Regions from separate parts of the Rattus norvegicus genome. Here region 2 is linked to region 1. The links are chromatin contacts, called in public Hi-C maps. All regions are on one chromosome and are shown on one strand. The core of a region is the stretch at or near the end of the contact, and the rest is flanking DNA. Distances in the headings are between cores, read along the strand shown. Region 1 overlaps Mob3a (MOB kinase activator 3A). Region 2 holds the start of Rexo1 (RNA exonuclease 1 homolog).

Region 1 (5,561 bases), core at 859-3,358:
AAATTTTGTTTTCAAGACAAGTTTTCTCCATGTTGCCCTGGCTTTCCTGGAACTCACTCTGTAGACGAGGTCAGCCTTGAACTCAGAGATCTACCTGCCTCTGCCTCCTGAGTGCTGGGATCAAAGACACGTGCCACCATGTCCGGCATAATAAATACATCTTTGCACAAGTATGGAGGGGACTTCCAGGACACAATTCTCAGGGAGAATGAGCTAGACACAGGACAAACAGCACACGGGCTGCTCTGGAAGGTTCCTGGAGTCGTTAGAGTCCCGGAGAGGAGACATGGGCTGGGTGCTGGGGCAGTGTCAGCTGCGGCAGAGTTCCAGTGTGGGCAGACAGAACATTCTGGAGCTGGATGGTAGAAACACCACACATTTCCTTTGTCTTAATCAAGGGGTGACAAACCAGTAACACAGTATGGTAGACGGCACCAATCTGTTCTGTTTGAGGCCCCAGGACCAAGTCTGTGTACTGGAGCTGCAAGTGACCACTGCAGCTGGCATTTTGGTTTGTCTAGGCAAGAGGACTGACTGTACTGGCTGGCTTTGTGCGTCAACTCGAGCTGGAGTTATCACAGAGAAAGGAGCCTCCCTTGAGAAAATGCCTCCATGAGACCCCGCTGTAAGGTATTTTCTCAACTAGTGATCAAGGGTAGGAAGAAGCACTGTGGGTGGTGCTGTCCCTGGGCTGGCGGTCTTGGGTTCTATAAGAAAGCAAGCTGAGAAAGCCAGGGGAAGCAAACCAGTAACATCCTTCCATGGCCTCTGCATCGGCTCCTGCCTCTGGGTTCCTGCCCTGTGTGAGTTCCAGTCCTGACTTCCTTTGGTGATGAACAGCAATGTGGAAGTGTAAGGTGAATAAACCCTTTCCTCCCTAACTTGCTTCTTGGTCATGATGTGTGTGCAGGAATAGAAACCCTGACTACAAGAACAAACCAGTAACATTCACTGGCAGAGTTCCTAGCCTCATCCAGAGTAACAGTGATGGGGCTAGCCTCAGACACGCACAGGCTGTGGGTCAGGAGATGCAGAGGGCTGAGCACAAGGGGATGTCTGTTGATCTGGGTCAGGTGCATGAGCTGTGACTGGGCCACAGGCTTGTCACAGACTGAGACCAAGACTGCAGCAGGCATCGGCTCCTGACCATACAGACGTCCCTAATGACCTGAAGAACACTGTGTGGGGGCTGGGTGGAGCGGGCATGGAGGTGACAGAACCTGCCTGACTCTGTGTCCTCAGGCAACTGGGTGCTGGGGAAGGCTGTAAATGGACTCTCCAATGGCCTTGCCTTCTCCTGAGACACGCTGGGGACAGCATCCCTGTAAGTATCCCAGGGTGAGCAAAGCAATGGTCACTGAAACATCTAGGAAAATGGGTCATGCAGCCCAGGGGCTTCTGGACCATCAGAAAGGCCACCTAAAACACCCACACTGGACACAGTGCTGCCAAGGCCAGATCCAGCCAGTAAGGCAGACCAGGTCCCCTGCTACAGCCTGGGTATCATTCCAGAAGTGTGGAAGGACACTGAGAACACTGCTCAGGGACAAGGTCAGACAGAAAAGGTCACACATTGTAGGACTCTGTGACAGGAAATGCGCAGAGGAGGCAAATCCAGACTCAGGGTGCCATACCCACTGACGGGGCAGGGTGGTCATGTCCCCTTGCCCAGGGTTGCACCTGGGCCTTGTGGCATGGGTCACTGTAACCTCATTGATTGAACACAGGCTGACCTTCAAATCAAGTCCTACAAAACCCCGGGTCTCAGGAAGGGCAGTGCCTGCTGTTTTACTTAGTTGAAGTAGACCATCTGACTATGCCATCGAGGGCCAGCACAGCAGCGTCTCTCCAGCACAGACTCAGGCTCTCCCCGTCCTATATACCTGGGAAGCTCGCGTCTCCCACACATCTCATTCCTCCTTAACTTGTCTGGCACTAAAAAACAACTGCTCTTCCCTCTGCTCTGGCTACTAATCCCAAGACCAGAAAAGCCAAGGAGGGAGAAAGCTTGGGGGACTGGCTCAGGGGCTTTACCAGGACTCGGTGGCACTGTCCTTCCTTAGCCCGCATCGCCCTCTATGGATGAGAAGCAGCATTGCAAGGGACATCTATGGGAACCGCCTCAGCCCACACTGGAGACACACAGAGATGCCTTCAACAGCTGTTCCAGCATGACACACAGAGCAAACTTGTCACCCTACAACTTGGGAGGCTGAAGTAGGAGGATCGGCATCAACTGGAAGTCAGCGAGGCTTGTTTCAAACCACCCCGAGGGGCCACACAGCTTATTCTAAACAAAGTTGCTCCTATGTTGGGATCTACAACCATAATACAAACATTGGAAAGAAACTCAGATGGTTGTCAAAACTGTATGCTGGGGCTGGAGAGATGGCTCAGCGGTTAAGAGCACCCGACTGCTCTTCCAGAGGTCATGAGTTCAATTCCCAGCAACCACATGGTGGCTCACAACCATCTGTAAAGAGATCTGGTGCCCTCTTGTGGTGTGTCTGAAGACAGCTACAGTGTACTTATATATAATAAATGAATAAATCTTTAAAAAAAAAAAAACTGTATGCTGGGGGTTGGGGATTTAGCTCAGTGGTAGAGCGCTTGCCTAGCAAGCACAAGGCCCTGGGTTTGGTCCTCAGTTCCGAAAAAAAGAAAACAAACAAAACAAACTGTATGCTGTTCTCTTTAAAGGGAGATGCTGAGGGACCAGCCAGGTGTGAAGCACAGCCCCCTCCAGAATTCCCCAGCGAGGGGCTGGGGGCGTGGTCAGGGAGCCCTGCCTAGAATTCCCCCAGGGAGGGGTTGGGGGCGTGGTCAGGGAGCCCTGCCTAGAATTCCCCCAGGGAGGGGCTGGGGGCGTGGTCAGGGGGTAAAAGAAGGAGTTTTCCTCTGACCTCCACATGCACAGAGGCAACACAACACACATTGTGTACATTCATGCAACAACAGGAAAACCCATCTCAAAGGAAAAAAATTGCCAGCTATGCATTGTGAGCCTGCTTTCTGTGTGGTTTCCTGCTATCTTGAATTATTTGGACCCTTGGTGGTTGAACAGGCTGTTATCAAAGCTTGTCACCAGGCCATCGTTCAGGGTGGGAGTCGGACAGAAACAACAAGGAGCCACCCACAGTATGGAGAGGACCACTTTATTCTAGGCTTGTATGGAGGTGGGAGTGAGGCAGGTGGACCCCTCCCTGGGTTGCTGTGTGGGCTGCTGGGATTCAGCATGGTGGCCAAGTCTTGCAGTGAGAGATACATTCAGTCAAGCCTTGAGGGCTGGTCCTGGGTTTTTCCAGAGCTGGGCATTGGATGTGGTAACTTCTGGAAAGACCCAAGGGTTTCAGGGAAGGGCCAAGAGGCTCAAAGCTGGAGCTGGGGACAGTCACATCTTGCTACACCCTCCATGATATGGCAGAGAGGGGCCCACAGGAGCCACACGACAGATGAAGTTTTGCTACAGGATAGGCTGCCACTGAAGAGAGAAAGGTCCCTGTTGCCACCTTCCAGGCACCACAGATGCCAGGGTGGAAGCCACATGTGAGTTCATCACTGGATTCCAGGATGGGCCCAACACTGTTCTCAGGAGGGCGGCCATTAGAAACCAGTTAAAAGTTGGGCTGGCTTGCACTTGGGAGGCAGAGGCAGGCGGATCTCTATGAGCTGGAGGCTAGCCTGGTCTACAAAATAATTTCCAGGACAGCCAGGGATACACAGTGAGAGCCTGTCTCAAAAACACCAACAAAACAAAACAAAAAACAACAAAGAAAAACAAAACCAAAAAATCAAAAAATGTTTCTGAATGGACTGGGTTTGGTGTCTTACATCTTTAACTGAGCAGTAGGGATGCAGAGGCAGGAGGATCTCTGTGAGTTCCAGACCAGTTTCAAAACCCAAACCAACAATGTAAAAACAGAGACACAGCAGAGCCGCTCTGTGTGTGCATCTGTGCAGCTGCCTGCTGGGCTGGACTGCAGCTGCCTGGTTCTCCCTCTCAGCCCCCTGCACCCCATGTCTGCCACCAAGGCTCCTTCAGGGGTGTGGGGGGGTCACACCTGTGTACTCACACTCAGGCAGCCAACACCTCCCTGTGTTACCATTTCTGTTTCGTGTTTTGTTTTTGTTTGAGGGTCTCACTGTGTAGCCCTGGCTGCCCTGGACTTGCTCTGTAGATCAGGCTGGACTCGAACTCACAGATTCACCTGCCTCTGTCTCCTGAGCAGTAGGATTGAAGGTGGCTGCCACCCTGCCTGGCTCCTTCACAGTTTTTAAGACAATCTTGTTCTGGGACCCTGGTTGGCCTGATGCCCATTGTGGAGGTCAGGGTTGCAGCCATCCTCCTGCAGCTGCCTGCAGAGTTCTGGGATCACAGGTGTGTACATTCTGACAGGCAAAGGCTCCTCAGAACACCCAATCCTGGGAGTCCTGGGGTGCCAGAGAGGGTGGCACTCAGAAAAGCCCCACAATTCCTCGGCAGGGCTGGGCAGGGCAGGGCATGGCACATTAGCACATCTCTGGAGGTACGCTGGCCGGCTGCCTATGTGGTCACTCACACAATGTGGCTGTAAACAGAGACCAGGCCGGCACGTGTAAGGGGAAGGGACAAGGGGTGGTTAGCAATGTCTCCAGACCCCGCCTCCTGCCAGAGGCCATGGTACAAACACAGTGTAAACCCAGGGGCTGAAAGCACAGTGTCCAGAATTCAAGTTCAGCCCCTGGCTGCTGGCAAGGGGACCGGTTAGAGTCCAAGAGCTCACAGTCACCACGAGAGGGCGGAAGCCATGGCCTCGTTGCTCCTCGGACGATGGCATGAGGGTGGAATGCTCCTGAGAAACTGCAGCACAGAGCTGTCTCCTCGAGTCTCCGCAGCCAGGAGGGGCCCTCAGTGACACATCCGCGATGTCATCTCCTTCTGTAGAGACAGGCATCAGGAAACAGGAGGCACGAGGCAAAGGCCTCGCATAACCCAAGACATGGCAGACACTGAACGGCGGGCACAGGTGGGGAGCCCTGTCATGGTCAGACAGCCTGTGCCACTGATTTGGGTGATGTGCTGTGATGTCCTGGGTCACGGGCCGACACTACTTAGTAGGAAGGTCAGCAGTGGGAAGTGGACACACTTCTGTCTGTAGGAGCCAGGAGCGGTGGCACATCTGTCATGGCATTGCTCAGGAGGAGGGGCAGGGGGATCATGAGTTCTAGGCCAGCCTAGGCTTCATGAGATTCTGTCTTAAAACAACTACAAAAGCAGCCCACGGGGCTGACACGATGACTCAGGGGATAAGGGTGAGTGTGGCCAAACCTGACTACCCAGGTTCAAACCCCAGGTCCGTAGAATGGAGACTTGCAAGTTTTCCTGTGGCCTGCAACCTTCAGGCGCATGCCATGTCGGCCATGTTCACACATAGAAATATACAGCCCAGAGAAACAAAATGTAATACAACTGAAAGTTAAAAAGAAAGGGCACAAGGCAGGAGCGACGGCTCAGCAGGTCTGAGTAGAGCTGCTCTGAAGCAGACCAAGTGCAGACATGCAAGGAACACCCTACAGAAAAT
Region 2 (5,561 bases), core at 913-3,412, 130 kb before region 1:
TGGTGCCCAAGCTGGGAGCTGTTGGAAGGCCACTTGCAGGTGCCCTAAGCCAGTGGATGTGTGAAGATAGAGAGACTCAAAATCAAGAGATGTGGCAGTTCATACCTGGCCCTCAAACACTCAGAGGGCAGAGGCAGGAAGATCACATCAAGTTCAAGGCCAGTCTGGGCTACACAGTGAACCCATCTATCCATGCAAAATACTTGTATACAAAAAAATAAATAAGTCTTTATTTAAAAAAACAAACCCAGCTTGAGTGAGAGTGGTATTTAAAATTAACCCTGGGATCTGGGAATAAGTCAGTGGTGAAGCTCACTCCCAGAGGTCTGCATCCCATCCCCAGGGCCTAGCAAACCAACTGTGAGGATGAGGACCACCTGTCATGACAACCGAGGACCACAAACTCAAGGTCATCCTGGGTTACACAGACTTTGAAGCAAGCTGTTAACTACAGAGACAAACCTGGAAAAAATATATATATGCACTATATATATATACATATATATATACATATATATATACATATATATATACATATATATACATATACATATACATATACATATATATATATATAAATATTTAAAAAGGAGAGCCACTCCTAAGGAACAGTGATGACCAGAGAGGTCTAAATGGAACTCTATTCAATAACCCCGTCTCTTCAGCCTTCTCCTCCTAATGTCTACCTTTTGTTAGAGAAGGGCACATATGTAACCCAGGCTGGCCTTGAACTCAAAGAGAGTCACCTGCCTCTACCATTCAAATGTTGGAATTAAAGGTGTGCACCACCATGCCTGGGTGCAATGCCACTTTTAAAAGGTTGTTTTTGTTTTTTAATGTCAGCCATATGAGAGTTTGTCTGGGTACGCATTTGTACCATCTGTGGTCGGTGCCCAGAAGCCAGAACACATCAGGTGCCCTGGAACTAGGTTACAAAGCAGCCGTGTGGATGCTAGGAACCCAACCCAGGGCCTCTGCAGAAGTAGCAGTCGTACCCCCCACCCCTCAGACAGGGCCTCACTGTTTATAGCTTTCTGGAACAAGACTTCATATATAGACCATGCCGAACTCCAACTCAGCGGCCCACCTGGCCGTGCCACCAAAGAATGGGGACTACAAGTAATAGTACGCCATTTGCAGGTAGTACGCCCCTCCAAAGCAGCAAGTGCTCTTAAATCTAAGCCATCTCTTTAGCCCCTACAATGTCTTCTTTAATGCAATCTAAATTCTCTGGGTCGAGTTAGGATCATCCCAGAAGCCAGTAGGTTGCAGCTTGAGGATTTTGTGTCCCAAACTAGCTTGGCATACAATCGTAAAAACAAACAAAAGACAAATAACAACATCTTAATCTCTTTTCTCTAAGACAATACCTCCTACATACTGCCTGATCCCTGAAAGCCTTCAAAAAATGCCATCACGCTCCCTGCCAAGCTGAAAGTCTACACCTGTCCATGGCAAGGGGGTTTTCCGCTCGTCAAACAGCAGGTGTCCGTATGGCCTTGTGCATTCAACTACCAGAGACAGTGGGGGCCTGGCCCCAGGAAACTGTCGCGATCATAAACAAGGTGTGCCACAAGCGCACAGGGTGGAGTGCACGGTGACAGGAGAAAATGACATCTCATTCGGAACAAAGTGGACGACGGAATGAGGACCAGAGGAGTTGCACCAAGTCCCCTTAGCTTGGGGACACGGCTGCATGATCTCTCCCTCCGTCGTGTCGAGCTTTACGTTTTAATTAGTGACCAGAGAGCTCTAGCACAGCATCGCGAAGGCAGCTAGGGGAGGGACAGCAATCTGACGGTGTGAGGTCTGGCTGAGCAAGAGAAACATATAGCACGGACCGGCCGTGGACCAGGAGCGGTCGTACGGGCTTTACCTGCTGCGGGAGATGTTACGCCGCCGCTACCGGGAGCGCCGGGACCCCGAGCTCCGCGGTGCCGGAAGTGGCAGTAGGGCCGCCGGCAAGGCCCCCCGGGGGCTCCCGCCCAGTATGGGCAGTCGATGGAGCGAAAAAAGCCGGTAGAACGTAGCATGGTCCGTTCCGCAGCGGGGCCCCGGCCCGGAGATACCCGGGACCCCGGGACCCCTCCTCACACTCGCCCCGGAGGCTTCCACTCGCGCTTTTCGGACCCCGCCGCCGCCGCCATCTTGTCCCGAGGCCCCCAGAGGCCCCCGGGACGCTGTCGCTAGGGACGCCGGGAAGGGCTGACCGAAGTGAGCCTGCTTACAATGTCGGTTCCCGCGGAATTGTGATAGACGGAAGACCCAAAGCTTAGGACAAGAGAAGCTTTAAGGTACGGGTAATTATATGCTTCTGGTTTCTGAGAGCCTTTCGGCCCCGGACTTTGGCGGGTACAGCTTCGCGATCTTGACCGTCAAGCCCCTGAGAAGCCTGGGCTGTCCAGAGCGCGCCTGACTGAAAATGCACCTGGACTTTCCACTGCATTCTTTGGGCCCAGACTAGGCTTATTTGCATTTCGCCACATATGGCCTTTGTGCGCCCCCCAGAGGACAAGGAGAATGTTACGGCCAAGTATTTTGTTTGTTTTTGATTGATTTAAGATTTATCTTGGGGGCTGGGGATTTAGCTCAGTGGTAGAGCGCTTACCTAGGTAAGCGCAAGGTCCTGGGTTCGGTCCCCAGCTCCGAAAAAAAGAACAAAAAAAAAAAGATTTATTTTGTAGGGGTTGGAAAGATGACTCAGAGGTTAAGAGCACTGACTGCTCTTGCAGAGGTCCTGGGTTCAATTCCCAGCAACCACATGGTGACTCACAACCATCTGTAATGGGATTTGGCGCCCTCTTCTGGTGTGTCTGAAGAGAGCAACAATGTACTTATATACACAAATCTTTGAAAAAAATAAGATTTATTTTGTAATTCTATGTATGTGCAACATGAGTGTGTCAGATTCTCGCTTAAGTCAGAAAAGGACTTCGGATCCCCAGAAATTAGAGCTACACATGGTTGTGAACAACCATGTGAGTATTGGGAATCGAACCCAAGTCTCCCATTGCAGTAAGTGCCCTTCACCACTGACCCAACTCCCTAGTCAGGGTCTTAATCTGTTGTGGTGCCTATCCTGAGAAACCCACGTGTCTCAATTGTCACTCAAATATTCACCTACCCACGAGTGGCATCAATGGGACATTTCTTTTTTCTTTCTGCCATGCCTAGATACACTAGACAAGCGCTCTCCTGTTGAGCTAGACTCCAGAAACTTTTTTGATTTTTTTTTTTTTTGTTTTTTGCTTTGTTGTGGAGTGCTTGGAAAGGTGCAGAACTGTGCAGCCACAAACAGGGGTTTGAGGAGGTATACAGCTTTCCAGCCCTTTGTTTAGTCTCTTTTCTTTCCTTCAGTGAGTACTTCAGTGAGGCTGGCTGACTGGCAAGCTTCCAGAATCCACTTGCCTCCACCCCGAAGCTCAGTTTGCATGCACACAGTCATGCCCAGCTTTAAATGGGTGCTGGGGATTAGAATTCAGGTCCTGAGGCTTGTGCACAAGGTTTCTAATCCACTGAGTCCTCTCCCCAACCCTTTTTCTGTTTTGCTTTTGATTGAGATAAGGTCTCATGTAGCACACACTGGCCACGGACTTGCCCATTACACAGTGCTGGAGATGAACCCTGAAGCCTCGTGTGTACTAGACAATTACTCCAGCCACTGCGCTACATCCCCAGGCTCCCATCCCCTCTTTCTGTTTGTTGGACCGGATCTGGCCTACTCTGGATTATTTAGATGCTAAGATTACAGGCCTGAGCCACCACAGCTGCCTGCTTTTGAAATCTTTTTTTTTTTTTAAAGATTTTATTTATTCATTTTATATATGACGAGTACACTGTAGCTGTCTTCAGACACACCAGAAGAGGGCATCGGATCCCATTACAGATGGTTGTGAGCCACCATGTGGTTGCTGGGATTTGAACTCATGACCTTTAGAAGAGCAGTCAGTGCTCCCAACCGCTGAGCCATCTCTCCAGCCCCTGCTTTTGAAATCTTAATCAATTAGTTAATTTGGTGTTTATTTATGTTAAAAGAATTTCCTTCTGTGTTCCAGGCAAATTTCAACCCCATAAAATCCAACTGCCTCTGTGTCTGCCTCCTGGGTCCTGGGATTACAGGCACGAACCAACGCATGCAATTCTGGGAAAGTATTCCACCATCATTTCGAACGTCTCCCAGAGAGAAATAACATACAGAAGGACTGACGCATGCTGCACAGACGGACTAGGCCCTGAACACAGTGGGATACTACACAGCCTCAAAAAAGGCCATTCTAGTGGTACACACCTCTCCGTACAGTGGAGGTCGAGGTGGGAGAATCGATTCTCAGTTACATAGAGGATTCAGGGCCAGACTAGGTTGCCTGGAAACTGGTATTTAAAAATAAATAAAAGTTGGTTGGTTTTTCGTTTTGTTTGTTTTCGTTTTGAGACAAGGTTTCTCTGTACAGCTCTAGATGTCCTGGAACTCACTCTGTAGACCAGGCTGGTCTCAAACTCACAAAGATCTGCCTCTACCACCCAAGTGCCAGGACTAAAGGTGTACCCCACCACTACCCAGCAATAAGATAGTTTTTCAAATCCCCAGACTTACCACAGAGTCCCAATTCCCAAGACCCACTGAGACCGGAAGTAAAATGGTGGCTGCTAGGGGTCAGGGATGGGGATGAGTGCGCATCAGGAGAAAGGCGCCAGTGTGAGGAAATGGCCGGGCCACAGAGCTGTATGCGATGGCAGGAGCCGTCTCATAGCCTTCGAATGAGCCTCGTGCCAGGCTACTGGCAAATGAGGTTAAGTGTATTTCCAAATTCTGTGTGCGTTTATACAACGGTCATAAACACATAATTGAATGGAGCACTGACAGGGCAAGGAGAACAAGCTGTAATTTGGGGTCCAAAAGTTCCGAAAGCAGGAGTTGTAGATGACCCCAAGGCATGGTCCCTGTATAGAAATAGTAGCTTGGTGTTGGGGCTCTGGGACTAGCAAGGGAGGTGTTCCAGATGTGGCCCTTTTTCAACAAAGTCCTTGGGCAAAGACAGCCTGACACAGTAGAGAGATGGCTCCTCACCCATGGCAGAAGAGCAAAGGGAGTCTTGGGATGTCCCAGGCAGGTAACACTCTGTTGGATTTCTCTGTCCAACATTGTTACCTCTCAGTACTGTCACAGATAAGTCGGCCTCTGGGAATATAATTATCCTGACAATATATGTCTCATCTCCAACTTCTGCCACACTAGAGGTCAGGACGCAGCAGGACCGCCTGCAGCATTTATCCGTTCATTGAACCAGTGACTGCTTTAAACGGCAGGGTGGTTGTCCAACGACAGTTAGTGGTCAAAGATGGGGACAACACAATGTTTTCCTTTTGTTTGGCCTTGAACTCAGCCACCTTGCCTGGCCCCGGGTAGCTGAGATGACAGAACCCCTGGGCTGCTTGTTGCTGTTTCTGTAGGCTAGTCTGAACATTCTAGGTAGTGAAAATGACTTCTGATCCTCCGGGCTCCGCTTTCCCAGCATTGCTGGGAACTGAGTGTATACCGTGCCACATTTATGGTCGCGAAA

Evidence for each region. A called contact is a pair of places that touch in the nucleus more often than the background predicts.
Region 2: a Hi-C map of hepatocytes shows a contact between it and region 1, with 1.6 times the contacts expected there. The contact joins the promoter of Rexo1 here to the enhancer-like site in region 1. A contact is called at or near these places in 3 of 12 Hi-C or Micro-C datasets (Schwann cells, hepatocytes and liver).

The regions. Positions count from the first base shown.
Region 1 is chr7:9,676,163-9,681,723 of GRCr8, reverse strand. It overlaps Mob3a (MOB kinase activator 3A), which reads right to left. Exons shown (of 4, transcript NM_001108734.2): 4 at 3,142-4,918. The coding sequence ends at 4,889. It also overlaps the pseudogene LOC134479619. Among named protein-coding and RNA genes, the nearest start is that of Mknk2, 12 kb to the left of the region's middle. Within about 2 kb of position 2,108, at least 18 of the 93 cell types and tissues checked have an H3K27ac peak or open chromatin away from gene starts, as enhancers often do. A contact at or near this core is called in hepatocytes, where this site is marked.
Region 2 is chr7:9,801,355-9,806,915 of GRCr8, reverse strand. Rexo1 (RNA exonuclease 1 homolog) reads right to left here and starts at 2,162. Exons shown (of 16, transcript NM_001012114.3): 1 at 1,877-2,162. The coding sequence starts at 2,033. It overlaps LOC120093775 (a long non-coding RNA gene), which reads left to right and starts at 2,163. Exons shown (of 2, transcript XR_005487460.1): 1 at 2,163-2,294; 2 at 4,056-4,408. It overlaps LOC134479810 (a long non-coding RNA gene), which reads left to right. Exons shown (of 2, transcript XR_010053556.1): 2 at 1-246.